2 separate regions of the Mus musculus genome follow, and region 1 is linked to region 2. The links are chromatin contacts, called in public HiChIP or PLAC-seq maps. All regions are on one chromosome and are shown on one strand. The core of a region is the stretch at or near the end of the contact, and the rest is flanking DNA. Distances in the headings are between cores, read along the strand shown.

The links. HiChIP or PLAC-seq counts read pairs in DNA pulled down with a chosen protein or histone mark.
Region 1: a contact with region 2 is called in a FOXA1 HiChIP or PLAC-seq map of pancreatic cancer cells. The contact joins two enhancer-like sites. A contact is called at or near these places in 2 of 115 datasets of contacts at active chromatin or transcription factors (extraembryonic endoderm stem cells and pancreatic cancer cells).

Annotation. Positions count from the first base shown.
Region 1 is chr6:55,310,662-55,318,026 of GRCm38.p6, reverse strand. The region is part of intron 17 of Mindy4 (MINDY lysine 48 deubiquitinase 4); the gene reads right to left. Among named protein-coding and RNA genes, the nearest start is that of Gm38819, 14 kb to the left of the region's middle. Within about 2 kb of position 3,211, at least 29 of the 459 cell types and tissues checked have an H3K27ac peak or open chromatin away from gene starts, as enhancers often do. A contact at or near this core is called in pancreatic cancer cells, where this site is marked.
Region 2 is chr6:54,697,746-54,704,754 of GRCm38.p6, reverse strand. It overlaps Mturn (maturin, neural progenitor differentiation regulator homolog (Xenopus)), which reads right to left. Exons shown (of 3, transcript NM_001289740.1): 3 at 900-5,775. The coding sequence ends at 5,665. It overlaps LOC115490354 (a long non-coding RNA gene), which reads right to left. Exons shown (of 2, transcript XR_003956309.1): 2 at 6,516-7,009. Among named protein-coding and RNA genes, the nearest start is that of Mturn, 20 kb to the right of the region's middle. Within about 2 kb of position 5,109, at least 171 of the 459 cell types and tissues checked have an H3K27ac peak or open chromatin away from gene starts, as enhancers often do. A contact at or near this core is called in pancreatic cancer cells, where this site is marked.

The DNA.
Region 1 (7,365 bases), core at 1,962-4,461, 620 kb before region 2:
TCATCCATGTACATCCAGACCCAGCTCTTGTCCAGCAGTGGCCCTTCAGGGGCATCTGGGTAGGACCAGGGGAACAGATAGTCTGGGATGTTCATGGTGCAGGAGAGCAGCAAGAAAGGTGAGAAGAAAGATGCAGAGGAGACTGGACAGCGGACAGCAGACCAGGGCATTGCTCTATGGGACACAGGAAGCTTGGGAGCGCATGAGTACCACAGGAACAAACAGGTTTTGAAAACTAATTTATAAAGCCTTAAGAGGAACTAATTAGATCAAGTGCTGGTATCTCAGATCCAATGGAACAGTTACTGTAGGTGGGGCCGGGGTTTTTCAAACATCAGTAGAGCTGATTTTCTAAACAACCGTGGGGAATCATATTTATTGCATATCGAGAATTAAGCAAATCTACCGCTTCAGGTAGCCTGCCTGCATATGGATTCTAAAACAACCTGAGTTAGAATGTGGCGAGGTAGCACTATAGTCAGAGCCCCAGACTGGGGCTCAGCAGTATTTCACAGTGTATAAAGTTTGGAGAGGGAACCTGCATTATGGTTTCAAAACCAGATGTTGAGTTAAAAACCCTAACTGCCACAGTCAAGGGGAAAAGAGAAGATGTTCTTGTTTTAATTTAGCAACTCTCTGGGAAAGTCCAAAATCCCAAGACTGGAACTTCAGCAAGAGAGAAAACAGACCCACTCAGGGCTAACAGTGCAGTATTTCCCATCAGAATGACCAGAAGCAGGAGGCCTTATTTATAGAGATATGGCTAGAATTTGAAAGGTCCCTGACAGGTTCATGGTTTGAATTCTTGTTTCCTGCCTGGTGGTGACAGTTGGGGAACCTTTAGGAAGTGAGATCACTAGAAGAAGGTCTCTGGTGATGATACCCAACCCCTGGCTTCCCTCAGACTCAGTTTTCTAGTCTGCCATGCTGTGAGCATCCTCTGACACATGTTCCTGCCACTAAAACCAAGCTTCTTCTCCACACAGGCCCCCCTACCAGGACAGACTGAATACCCAGAAACCATGAACCAAGTGAAATCTCTCTCCTTTAAGTTGTTTGTTAGGTACTGTGGTCCCAGCACCAAGAGCGCATCTAAAGCACTCTGGCTTCCCATCCACTGTTCAACCATCTGCAGAGATCGAGGAACAATAGCTACAAGCCTCCCCATTCCCCAAGCCAAGAAGAAACCTATATGGAGCATATAAACCTGACTTTTCCTGTCATTATTCTATACACAAATCAGTATAACAAGTACTTGCATATTAGATATTATAAGTACCCAGAGACTAAACCATACAGAAGATGTGTAGCCACATGTGAACAGTATATGGTATTTTAAAGAAGGGATTTAAGCAGCCTCCAATCTTTATAATTCTCAGTCCTGAATCCTCCCCATCAATGCAGAGCAACAACTGAATGGTTCATCTTGGACCCAGTGGTCCTCACCCTTAGCCCATCTTCCAACTCAGCCCCCATCTTCTACCTCAGAGCTTTTCTGTCTTCTTCAGCTCTCTGCACTGCTGCCTCGGTATCTCTAGTTTTTAGGCTGAAAATTACACTTTTTCCAGAGGTAGCAGAATTCGTACTCCCCCTGTCTTCTAATTCACTTTCCTGTAGGTTATAAGCAGCTTTTGGGCAGATTTATGAATTATATTTCCCCTGTTTCATATTTTCTATGTTTTATACCATCACATTTCTCATCAAAGAAACAAGCAGATTGTCATTTGAAAAAAAAAAATGACAACACATCTTAGCTGGAAACTCTCTTTCTCCCATGGAATGCTTCGGTATGGAAGATAGTAGCTGCACACAGCCACAAAGGAACAATTTGCATCACGTTCTAGCCCCACCAGGGTACAACAGGGACAAGATATACTTCCCAAACCTCTGAAGGTGTGCGAATATGCAAGACAGAACGTTGCCCTAATGTATACCCTAGTCAGTGTTCCAGGAAAGCTGGGTTTCTGAAATTTTTGTAAAAACTAATCTGCGTAAAAGACTAGGCATATGGGGAAAGCCAGCATAGGCATAAATGTTAATTTGAGGAAATGTTCCCAAAATTCTGTGTTCTCTTTGGTGTCATTTGATGGCACCCAGCAATGCTACCCAGCAATGTTGAAAGATCTCACCCCTATAGGGACATGCAGCTTTTTGGCAGTCAACCCTTGGCTTCCTGCAGGAGAGGCATTTGGTTATATTTTGGTCACAGTACTCAGAAACAATTCAAAAGGAGACCTTTTGAAAGCCAATGCTGAAAGAATCACCTTCGTAAAATCCATTTTCCAGCCTAGCCCGTGCTGGGACTTGAACACCAATGCAATCATCACTGCCCAAGCTCCTTCCTGATCGTTAGTGTGGAATCCCAAGGGTTAATCTTGATCTACTAGATTCAGTGATCTCTGTTGCCCGAGACCCCTTCCCCAGCTTCTAGCTCATCAGGTAGATCCAGGGGACTCTATCAGGTATGGTCACATAGATAGAAGGCATCCACTTTGATGGAACACAGCACAGCCATTGCATTTGCCTTCACTGAATGGTAGACATGGTCACCATATGGCTAGGTAACTTGACGTAACTTGAGAAGTTAATTATTATGTGAGGAGTCTTCTGTTGGTAAGATTTGGGGGGAATCTCATGAAGTTCCAGGGGAGACAGCATAGGTCTCAGCAGGGGAAACAGACCCTGCTCTGACTGGTACCCTGAACAGCTATAGGTGGAGAGGTGCTGAGCCCAGGTTCTGAAAGGTAGGGCTGACCTATTGCAGCTACTGAGTTAGTCGTGATTCAGTATCTGTAATAATGTAATTTTTTTGAAATTTGTAATTATCTTTTCCTATTCATCTTTGCTGTTTTGAGGTGCACCATTAAATAACCCTTTTTTATTCTGGTAAGATTTATATATAAGCATCAATGTCTTGGTTAACGAGAACACATCTTAGATGGCTCAGTGTTTGAGATCCCCAAATGGTGATGAAAGGGGGCACAAAGGAGAGAAACAGATCCACCCTCAGCCTGGTCCCCAGGGACTACACAAGCACCCTCTTCGTAGCCTCTCAACCCTTGGACTCCACCGTCCCCGCTTGCAGGCAAGCTTAGGCTCTTCCAGAGGCTCCCGGCACACAAACTGGGGTTTGGCTTCAGTACAGGGTGAGTCATATTCACACACCACTAAACAACATCTGTATCCCGACAGTCACGGAGCCTCACTGGCAGGCTGCTAGGTCTGTGTTTGGTTTTGAAGCCATTCACAAGGCATCTAGCCCCCGCATCCTGGCCCACAGGTGCAAAGGCAGTGGAGAGAAGCGCTTTGCTATGGAATGGGAAATCAGGGCCATGTGAAATGCTGGAAGGGTGAGCATGACAGTTGATCTGAATGGTCTAAAGTAAGAAGAGCTTTTACAGTACTGCAGCAGCAATGAGGGACTGCAGGGGAGTGAACGAACGGGTGAGATGGAGAATTGGGGAGTGAGCGGGTGAGATGGACAGGTGCTTGAATATACAGCAGGAGTCAGCAGTCCATGCTGGCATCTGCAGTAACTCAGGAGGCAGACCCATGGTACACTTCAAACTACCTTGCCACTGGATAATTCTGGAGTGAGGTGTTCTGTTCACTCTAGGACATTTTGCGCCCTCTCCCTGACTATAATTGCTGAAAGTATTTCAAGACTACCAAATAATCCCAAAGGTGTAAAATCACTTCACCAAGGACCGCCAACTTAATAGTTGAGCTTTGAGCTCAAAAGTCAATAGCAATATCACCGAGAAGGCCACGGCATGAAGATACCCATTCCCCCAGCCTCGGGTCAATAACTATAGCACAGTCAGCTCCAGCCTGAACTTATCAGACCACTGCTAGACCTGATGTACTTCATAAAGGAGAGAATACCACATGGGGCCAATGACAGCAGAAAAAGAAGGCAGGCCTGTTATAACGCTCCAAACTGCTTCAGACACACCCAGGGATCCATTTGCTAATCTTGATTTTCCAGACAAACAGCTTGTATGCAAGTTTCTGTCTCTGCACTGGGGCCATTTCAAATCAGAGGTGGCTCTAGAGCTAGCCCAGCATGCTGCCTGCCACCTGTGCCCTTGACCAGTCCTCCTCCTGGCCCACCCAACCTTCTCTAGGCTCAGATTCAGGCTGCTTACAGAAGAGATCTGGTTTGGAGGTGGCTCTCAGCACTTATGGTAGACTCAGGAAGGCTGATAGTACCTGTTGCCCAGAGTTCTAAGGTTTGGGGACACTCGTTCACCCCAGCTCTCCCCTCATAGGCCTGCTCTGAAGCCCACTCCCCTCCCAATCTTCAGCAGGGAAATCTGGGTCTTTGAATATGCACTCTTTACACAACTCAACACACTGTCCAGTACTCACCTCCAGCCCCCCCCCCACCTTGCTCATTGGCTCCTTCTCCTGCCCACCTTCCCCTGCATGTTCAGAGCCCATGGTAAAGGTCAGGAGTACACCTGTGCTTCTGTGTTCTTCTGTGTTGGCTGACAGCTGGGCAGAAGTGAGTTCAGGAGGACAACCCATACGATGAGACAAGCCGGGGCAAAGTGGGATATGTGGACCGCAGCACATCAGAAGGGTGTGCCCGACATAAACAGTGGGATTCCAGGCCAGGGCATCAGCAGGGAAGGGGGTACTTGGATGGGTAGAGCATCCCTGTGGGGGTGAACACTCCAGGCCTCAGAGACACTGACCCAGTCTGGAACTACTTTGCATTTCTTGTCTGAGTCTCCAAACAGAAACATCTGCACCCTAGCCCCAGGCCCGGTTATGGGCTCTTTCCTCTGCTCTCTGGCCTGCTGACAAGTGTTTCATTTTTCTCTCACTCCAGTGAGGATGGAAGCCTGGGAGAGGTCAGCGCGTGCTGTTGGAAGTGACCCTCAAAGAGTCTGGTTCTGCTGATGTCGTTTCAGAACAACGGGGAGGGGCAATAGATGGAGCCCACATTCCTGACACAGCAAAGGTAATGAGCCTCTGTGGGGCTGAGATGTGCATCATACTAAAGGACAGGGACAGCGAAAGGACCTAGCGATGGTTCTAATCAGGATGATGTTCTCTGAAAGCAAAACCCAGAGTCTGGGCCTGTGCAACACCTCCGTGACAACAGAGCCAGGTGGCAGGAAGTCACACTGTCCGCTCAGTGACCTACCACCCGGCTGGGACAGTGAGGGTTCAAGCTGCTGGTGATCCAAAATGACTTGGCAGACTGCTATGCACAAAACCTTCACCTCCCCATCTATGAAAGAAAGGTTAGATTGGGGGATGGGGTGCTGGGCACGCCTCTATGGACTAAGCATATTGCCAGATGGCCAGGTATAGAGTTGGCACATCCTATAGGGTGGGTCATGATTCCTGCAGAGCAGGAAGGCTCGGCTTAAGGATAAGAGGTCATCTTCCCCTGGATGGATCATGGCTGATTCTGAAGTTGATTTCCATTTGGTTGAACTCTCTGAGAGTGAGAACGAATTCCCATCCAGCTGTTTCTTCTAAAGAATCAAGACAGAACTTCCATGAGCCTTGGCACGTTGAGAAGGAAACTCCACTCACCAGGTCTCCAGCTAGCCACTCTCCTCGTACACGGACAGGAGGCTTACAGTTCAGCTGCATCTTACCAGGTATGTGAAATCTGACTCTGAGTTTGGCAGTGACCTAAGTATGGACTATGGCACCATGTGTGCCCTGCAAGCAGCAGGGTTTGCCCCATAACCTCACCCCCATAGCCAAGACCCTGCCAGCAGGTCCCCACAGTGACCTCAGAGGCTACTTTCCCAAGTTCCTTTGAGCTGTTTGAAAATCTGTAGCAAAAACAAAACGCAAAGCCTTTGTAATTCGACCCCTTGGACTAGGATTCCTGGCCTGCTGTTTCCCATTACAGTGGCTTGCTATCTGATGAATCAAGAGGACAGGGACCCAGCCATTCCACTCTTCATCCACCCCTTCAGCCTTCCGGGAATAATTCCGGGGAAAACTCTGGGAAAGTACTCCCATGGTAACTGGCCAGGTAGACTCACCATGGCGAATGCACTGAGAACATACAACAGGCAAAGACCTGGTGTTAGGAAGAAAGTTCCCTGGCCTCTGGCAGTCATACAGACAGGCTTGGTACCTCCCTTGGTAACTGACATGCAAAAGCAGGCTCATAAGGCAGACGGACGTGGATAGAGCCAGGGAGACCCTTATCCATCATTAGAACAGCACTTCTCAAAAGCAGGGCCTAGAGAGATGCTTCCACAGTTAAGAGTGATTGCTGGAAATACTGAGGACCAGAGTTCAAATCTCAGCACCCAGGGAATAAGCCAAGTGTTTCACATATGTATTGCTGGGGCTTGCTGGCCTAGACTATCCAAGAAAACATAAACCCCAAGTTCATCAAGAGACTCCATCTCAAAGATACTGGGTGCCAGGTGGGTGGGTATAGAGGATACCTGCTGCCTTCTTCTGGCTTCCATAGTATGAATAGGTATGCACACACATGCGCCACACACATACATTGTAAACACGAATCAATGAATGTTTTTTTAAGTGATCCTAGGGCTGTGGCAGCAGCAGCAACCAGTAACTACATAGGAATTCACATCCTCAGGCCTCCTACAAAGGCCCTGGTTGACCTGGACGTTCCAGTTCTAACATATTCCTCAAAGGAAGCCAAAGTCTACAAGCCTAGAACCTACGTTCTGGGGCAAGACTCCCCAGTGAGTAACCTAGAACTCACATAGGTTTCCCCTAGCCATCCCATCCCGGGGATGGATGGTGCCTGGGACCCCTAAGAGCCCCTAAGCCTGATGTTCGGAACCCTGACTATTTGTATGCTACACAAACAGTCCTCTTTCTCTCTGTGACCAACACTGAGAAGCACTTCTGAAGATGCCATCGCTCTGCCTCATCCGAGCCCCAGACAGGGAGCAGAAGTGAGAGCAGGGAAAGCCAGGCCCCACTCCCCAGGGCAAGCTGCTCTCCAGCACTCATCAGGCATCACTGGGGGTGGGGAATGGGTTTGGGATCCTCCCAAGAGACAAAAGCACCAATAGAACAGGTCCAAGCCCACCCTCCATGATGATGATCATGAATTGTGCTCCGTGCCAGCCATCTCAGGCAAGAAGTTACCCTCAAGGTAGGCCAAAACTCTGAGCCATTCTCAAACAACTGCCCATCAGACTGAGCTCAGAAAGCCAGTCAAGGCTGGGCTGGCGGGGGGGGGGGGGGGGGGGCGGCGTGTGTGTCTGCTTGGCCAATCGGGAGCCATCTAATGTCAAAGGAGAGCAGTGAAGGACTAAGGGGTACTACTGGTGAGAGGGGTACAAAGATAAAGTCAAAAAGAGTCTCAAGAAGCATCCCAGTCCAAAAGGGATAGAAGCTGTG
Region 2 (7,009 bases), core at 3,860-6,359:
GGTCACCATCACTGCTTTATGGGACCTTGTGGCACTCCCTCCTCTACAGCAGGGCTGTGCAGGTGTTCTACTGATGCTCCTCCCCCAAGGGAAATCAGAAATGAGGTCCCCACGCTTACTCTTACCCATGAGAAATCAAAAGGATGGTGGGAAGCTGGGGGAGGGGGCGGTGGTGAGTAGCGCCATACAGACTGTCAAGGAGGGACCTGTCTAGGCCAGAACCTTCCTCCTGCCAGATGATTTCAGAGATTAAGGGCGGAGAGAGGAGAGATGAGTAAGGCCGAGCCTGTGTGATCAAGTCATAGAAACAGGAATTTTCTCATGATAAAAATCTGTCTCCATGGCCCTTCTGGAGCCAGTTTTTGACCAGAGGACCTTAGAATGTGCACACACAGCTTTCCTCTGGACTTGGAATCTTCGGTCAAGACCAAGGACCTCCAATGACATTAAACACCACAGCCTCAAGCTGGGGCTGCTAAGCCGTTTTCGAGTTTAGAGACCCCCTCACTGGAAGCGAGAGACTGGATCTTTAAATAAAGAATGAGACTTGGCTGTCAGCTTTCAGGGCTCCTTCTGACATGCCTTTGTCTAGTGAATCAAGGCAGCTGAGAGCAAGGTGCCGAGTGCAGGATAGAGATTGTTAATTGTGGCACAAAGCATTCCTCACTAGGTTTGCAGAAAGAAACTCTCCCATATGAAACCAGTACTAGTTTAAAGGGAGGTGACAAATTGCTAAACACTAGCCAGAGAGCATTTAGTTCCCAAACGCGTGAATTACCAATCTTCAATCCCACCTTTGATGTAACGGCTCCCTCCCGCCCCAGTGCCCTGGCTTTTCCTTTATAAATCACACACAGTGTTCTGTAACCCGAATCTGTGAAAAGAGTAAAGACGACAAATAGCACCAGGGCTGGAAGGCTCTTTAATAGCAAGCGTATGGTAATTACATCCTTGGATGTGGTCCTTGCTCTCATGGGAGGGAGGAGGAAGCAGATGGGACAAGGTGCAGAGAGAATTTACACAGTTCCCTCTGAAGCATCTAACAAAGGACACAGTTTTTGGCAACCCATTTCACAGTTTGTCATTTACAAGAGAGCTCTCTGAAAGGAAATACAGACTCAAAGAAAGCACACACATCACACAGGAAAAACTCACTGTCTAAAAATAAAAATAAAAAACAGAAACAAACAACAAAGTCCCTTGCTTTTGTTCCTTCTGATTTGCTTCTCTGGAGAAATCTCACTTGTACACAAATAAGCACTGGTCTGAAAGCTGGGTTCGGATTTGCCCAGCACTGAATATTTATTTTAGTGCCTTTTAGACAGCTGGCATGTGTATAGAGCGTTGGTCTCTGCCAGTTCAAAAGGTTCTGGTTAAGGTAGAACCTTGAGATACAAAAAGGAAAGCCCAGGGAAAGGTTGTTTATGAAGCGCACACTGTCAGCTTTCCCCCAATACCAGACGACTTGAACACAGTCCTAATCAAACTGGACGTGAATTCCTATGTAGCTTGGGACACACCTTTGACTGCTCGGAACCTCTCAGCCTGCAGTGTGGTGAATGGGGTTTCTAACAGGAAATGCTCCAGGTCATGGCCGTGGACCACAGGCTGCCAGCGTCCCAGCAAGTTTTACAGCTACTCTGTACAAAACCTACTCTGTACGAAACCTAAAAGACCTCAGCTTCTCACATCTCGCTAGCTACCATCAAACCAAAGTGACTTGGTTTGTATGAAGGAGGAGTGTTTCTAATGTAAATACATTTTATGCATCTCTGGAGAGGATGCAAGAAGCCATGCATGGCATCTCCCTCAAGGTTTGTTCCAGAGACAAGAGCCCCCACCTGAGTTTCACTGACACCAGAGCACCAGTGGAGGAGAGAGCAGGTATGGCCCACACTCTGTTGTCACAGCCCCTTGAGCCAGTACTCTTGAAGGCGAGCTCCCCTGGCAAGCGGCTGATTTTATTTTTAAGGGGAGGAATTCCACCAGGTGTGCAGGACACTTGCTGTGCCTCTGGCTTGGCAGGGGGCATCATGAAAGTCACAGAGCCATTACCAGCATCCTCTAAGCAACCAATTCTCTAGAGACAGCCAAGGACACAAGTCGTCCTGTGTCCCAGAAGGTAAGTGTGGGTGGGCTATGTGCTTTGTTTACAACTCGGATGGATGGAGACCTAACTCTTCACTGCACCTGTCCACCTGCTCCCAACACACATTAAGTCTTGCCCATCCCTACGTTCCTCTCACTGGAAAAAAAAACCAGATTTGATTCAACTGTTTCCCAACTGGTGAGTTTTAACATGCAACAACTAAAAGTTCCAGTCTGGGATCACGACACCCTGAACATACGTTTTGTGCTCGGAGAAGAAACCGAAACAATATTCAGAGACATGCATTGTGCTACAGAACAGTTCTGCCTATACTGAGCAGGGGTGGTAGCCCCAGACCCAGTCTGACTTAAGCGCACTGAAAACCTAGTTCAGGCATTAGCATGAAGGACAATTTCCTCACGTAGCAGACAGTTTGTGCTCTGGTCATGGAAACACAGAATGTACCCTGTGCTGCAGAGAGCCCAGGAGTCCCAAGTGGACCCTTCGGTCTGACTGAACCCTAGTGATGCTAGGCACTGCACTGGGCCTCACGCTGCGCCCTGGCTCTGTTCTTCGATGTCTGAAGACTGCTTGGCTCAGTGCCATCACCAGGCAGAGGAAAGTAACCTGACAGATAGGAGGAAAATGTCTCCGTGGATCACTCAGTGATAGGATCCGCCTCTTGAGTGCTGTCAGTGGCTAGTTCAGATTTCAGCTGGTCACATCGGTCAGCATGCCATCAGTCCTTCCCTGTATGTTTGCTCTCACTGTCTCTGTCTGCTACCTACCAAGCCTTCACTGTCACTTTCCTGAGTGATAGGACAAGCAAAGTGTTCACTGCCATTCCCCTCCAGCTAGTCTTCACACTAGTCTCCCCTCTTGGGTTCCCTGCATACCACTTCCAAACCCTTCAGCATAGTGGGGCGAGGAGCGGCTCTGCCTGACACTGACATTCAACCGAGACAAGCCATCTTCTGGGACCTCTGCTTACCCACCTCTCAAAGTGACAGAATCTCATCAGTTGCCTGGGATAGAGCCCACCCCAGGCTCCAGGGATCTGGATATCTGCTGGCCACCATATTCTAAAGTAGCTGCATGGCCAGCATCTTAAAGACACCATCTTTGGCAAAATTACAAAGTATCTCTTTCCCATGTCCCTCCGTGTCCTGGGCTGTTGCTCTTCTGAACACACACTTCCTTTCCTACGCAGCTGCATTAGGATAGTGTTCAAAGCTAGAAGAGTAAATCGCCCTGTTTCATAGAGAAGTCACATGACTTATCAGAGTCCTGCAGTCAAAGGCAAGTGTCTCTCCTAACTCCCAAAGACCCTTCCCCCATGCTATGGCTGCCACTAGAATGCCTGCCTCCGCAGGCTGGGAGGGGTCACATCTGTCTCACTGTGGAACGGGTAGGCTCGGGTGTGCGCACAGGCCCACCCTGGAAGGGACACACACAACAGCAGAGGGAAGGAGGCTGGCAAGGACGATGGATGTGTGGATGCCTCTGGGGTTTGCCGTGGAAATCAACCACATCCAGGGATATTCTCTCTTCCTCACCCCTGGGCAGAAGAGGAGAGTTTTTAGCAGCCCGCTGCACCACTAGGAGGGGGTCTTAGCTCAACTTGTACAAATAGAGAACATTAATGTGATAACACCGAGTATATCTGGTCAAAGTTTAAATACATTTTTGATAAAAATTCATCTTATATTAATGTTCAAACACATGTAAATTTAGATTTGAAGCCTCTGTGTATAAAATTGCAGGTTACCTCAGAATGGAGCAAACTGCTCAGGCATCCTCATTTAGCCATAAAAGCCATATATTTGTGTGACCAACCATATGTAAAAGAAGGTTACCTGCCCTGGACAGTACCTACAAGACAGAGAGCTCACTCTCCCTGCTGTATGCTCACAAAGTGGGGCGATGGGCAGGACTCAAAGGCTGGACCTTGCACCCTGGAAGGAGCACTCAGTGTGACATTGCTAATGGGCTACTTCAAGAGAACTCACTTGGCTTGGTATTAGTAAGTTTCTTCCAGACAATAAAACACACAGGTACAAAAGCACAGATGGAAACCAGTGTGTGACATCACCCAGCAGCTGAAATCTACAATACACCAAGGAGCATGGGACTCTTCGAACTGCCCCTGCATTAAACAGAGAATGCCCATACACGCTGGCCATCCACACAAGCTCCTGTCAGCGCAAGTGGTCGTGGACATCTCCTTCTTCTTCATCATCTCCTTCTTTTTTAAATTTAAAATACCAGCAACATAAGTGGTGTGGGTGTGCGTTTGAAACACGCCCACACTCGATGCACAGAGCAGTCAAGCACTGTCAAGGGACACTTGCACCCTAAGTTATGAGAACCTGAGACACGCGTGGAAGGGTCTCACAGTGGCATCAGAGAATATCTTGCTAAGTACTTACTGGCTAATGATGAGAGCAGTCACGCCTGGGAGTTGTCTGTGTGTCCTGATCATTAACTCACCCTCTTGCAACCCAAGCGATCTCGTAATTAAGATTCTTACTTTCAGGTCCCTTTAAAAATTTCACTGCAAGTAGGTCCCCTAGAGTAATTAATTATAATTTTAAATAAATTAACTCACTGGGAGCCCCTCTTGACATTCTCTAAAGAATAAAAGATTAGGAAAGCAAATGATTTCATTTTATTAATATTTCTATCCTAGTTTCTTTTCCTGTTAGATTTACCTATGGCTTCAAAGCTTAAGGGGCACTTGCTCAGATCCGGGCTGTTCTCACGATTAAGTAAGCTGCCGTCTCGTCATAAAGAGAAAAGGTTACTGTTTCATATGCAGGCTTATAGACAGTGTCAAGAAACCAATCGTTTACATCTTTCACCCCATCTACACTTTCCACTATTAGAATTTAAAAGCGGCTTTGGAAGCAGCATGCTTTAAAAAAACTATCAAACACCCAGGAAGCATCTACACTGACCAGTGGCTGGCGGCTGCGCGCCCGGGGAACCAACGCAGACAGTGGTGAACTCCCTGAAGGAGCCTCAGCCGCCCTCACCCTCTGCGCTTGCTCATGCGCATGCGCATGACTAGATATGAAAACTCATGCTTTCTAAGCGAAGCCTTTCACTTACGGACACTTAAAAGGTACACAAACAGTGCAGGCTGCGTTTCTCCTCCGTCATGCTTTTCCTCAGCAAGGTCACCTGTGAGGACTCAGAACACATCCTTAATACATTCAGAGTTCTCTACATTCCAGTCAGGAAACATTAATCCTCCAACATAAACTCGAGAGGGAACAGGCAGCCACAACACGGACGGACTCTAACTTCAAAGGGGCAAAAGCTACCAAGACATCTCCATAGAGACCCCACCAAGGTGGGGCGGCAATTCCGGTCACTGCCGAGCAAACCTCGTCACAGATATTGTGTGGTCATTTAAAGGGTATTTCATTTTCATTCTGATGCCAGGAGCGGGATGTCCTGTTTTGAAGTGCTAATGCAAAAGGGCTACCCCAGGAGCACCGAACTCTGTCCGGAGGACCGGACCCCATGGGGTGCACAGGGCTTACTCCCCTTCTGCAAGGTGACCTAGGAGTTTACTGCTGACTGACCCCCATTTGCGGGTGGTCCGCCTCTGGCTCCTCCTCCTCCACATCCGCACTGTACTCTTCAAACGCGTCGTCATCTGCGTCTGGAAGCCCCAGCAACTGGAGAGAAGAAATTGGACAAGAAAAGCAGCAGCTGTAAGCATTGCAGGCAGAAGCCCAAAGGCGTCACACACCCAAATTCACCTGCTTAGCACTGCGAGTGCAACCCTGGACTCACCTCCCCCACCTGGGCAGTTACAAATTTAACAGGGAACACACTGAGTCTTCATGGTCTGTTGATTCCACTGGCGACCTTGGGGAGGCACGCCCCCGCAAACCACACATGTGGTAGATGTGCATGCCTCTCCCACGGTGTTGGTGAGTCACACCACAAGCATTGCCTATGTCCCCAAATCAATCCTCTGCTAAATTCCTCCCCCACCCACCCCGCAACACTTGCAGTTATTTATGATAAGTGGCACATAGACATATGATGAGTAGCAAAGGGTTAAATTTTATGGCATGTTAGTAAGATAACATCATACGTAGACTTAAAACTGAATCTTAAAATTACTTAATGATATAAGATGAGTATAAAATGTAAAAATAGTCAATTATGATATAGTTTGTCTCAAAATTCATATGGATGCACATAGAAAAAGAACTGCAATTAAATATATTCAAATGTTGAGTTTTCTTTTAAAATTTTACATTTGGTTTGTGTGTTTGCATGCATGTCACATCATATATGTGGTCACAGGACAATGCACAGGTGTTTGTTTTCTCATTCCATCATGTGATGCCCAGAGGCAGAACTAGGGTCATCAGACTTGGCAGCAGGTGCTACAATCTTGTGTGTGTGTGTGTGTGTGTGTGTGTGTGTGTGTGTGTGATGTAAAGGATTTCTATAAAACTGGGACTGTAAACAACTTCTTTCCATTTCATCTTTAAATATTTTTCCATTTATTTTATATGTATAAATATGTATTTTATGTATATGTATAATATACATAAATGTGTATTTTATGTATATGAATATTTTGCTAGTGTGTATGTGCACTTTGTGCATGCACAGTGCCCACAGAGGTTAGAGAGGGCATCAGATCCCCTGACATTGGAGTTAAGGATGTTGGTGAGTTCTGGGGATCAAACCTGAGTCCCCCGAAGGAGCTCTAAATCATTTCCCCAGCCTCCATTTCATCTATGTTCCACAAGCCTTCTATGATGTTCTATGACTATGATCAGGGAAGCACAACAAATTTAAGGTGAATATATTTCAATTTTGTATACGTGTGCATGTCTGCGTCTTTGGTGTGCTCATGTGAGTACTGGTGCCCTTGGCAGTCAGAGGCAG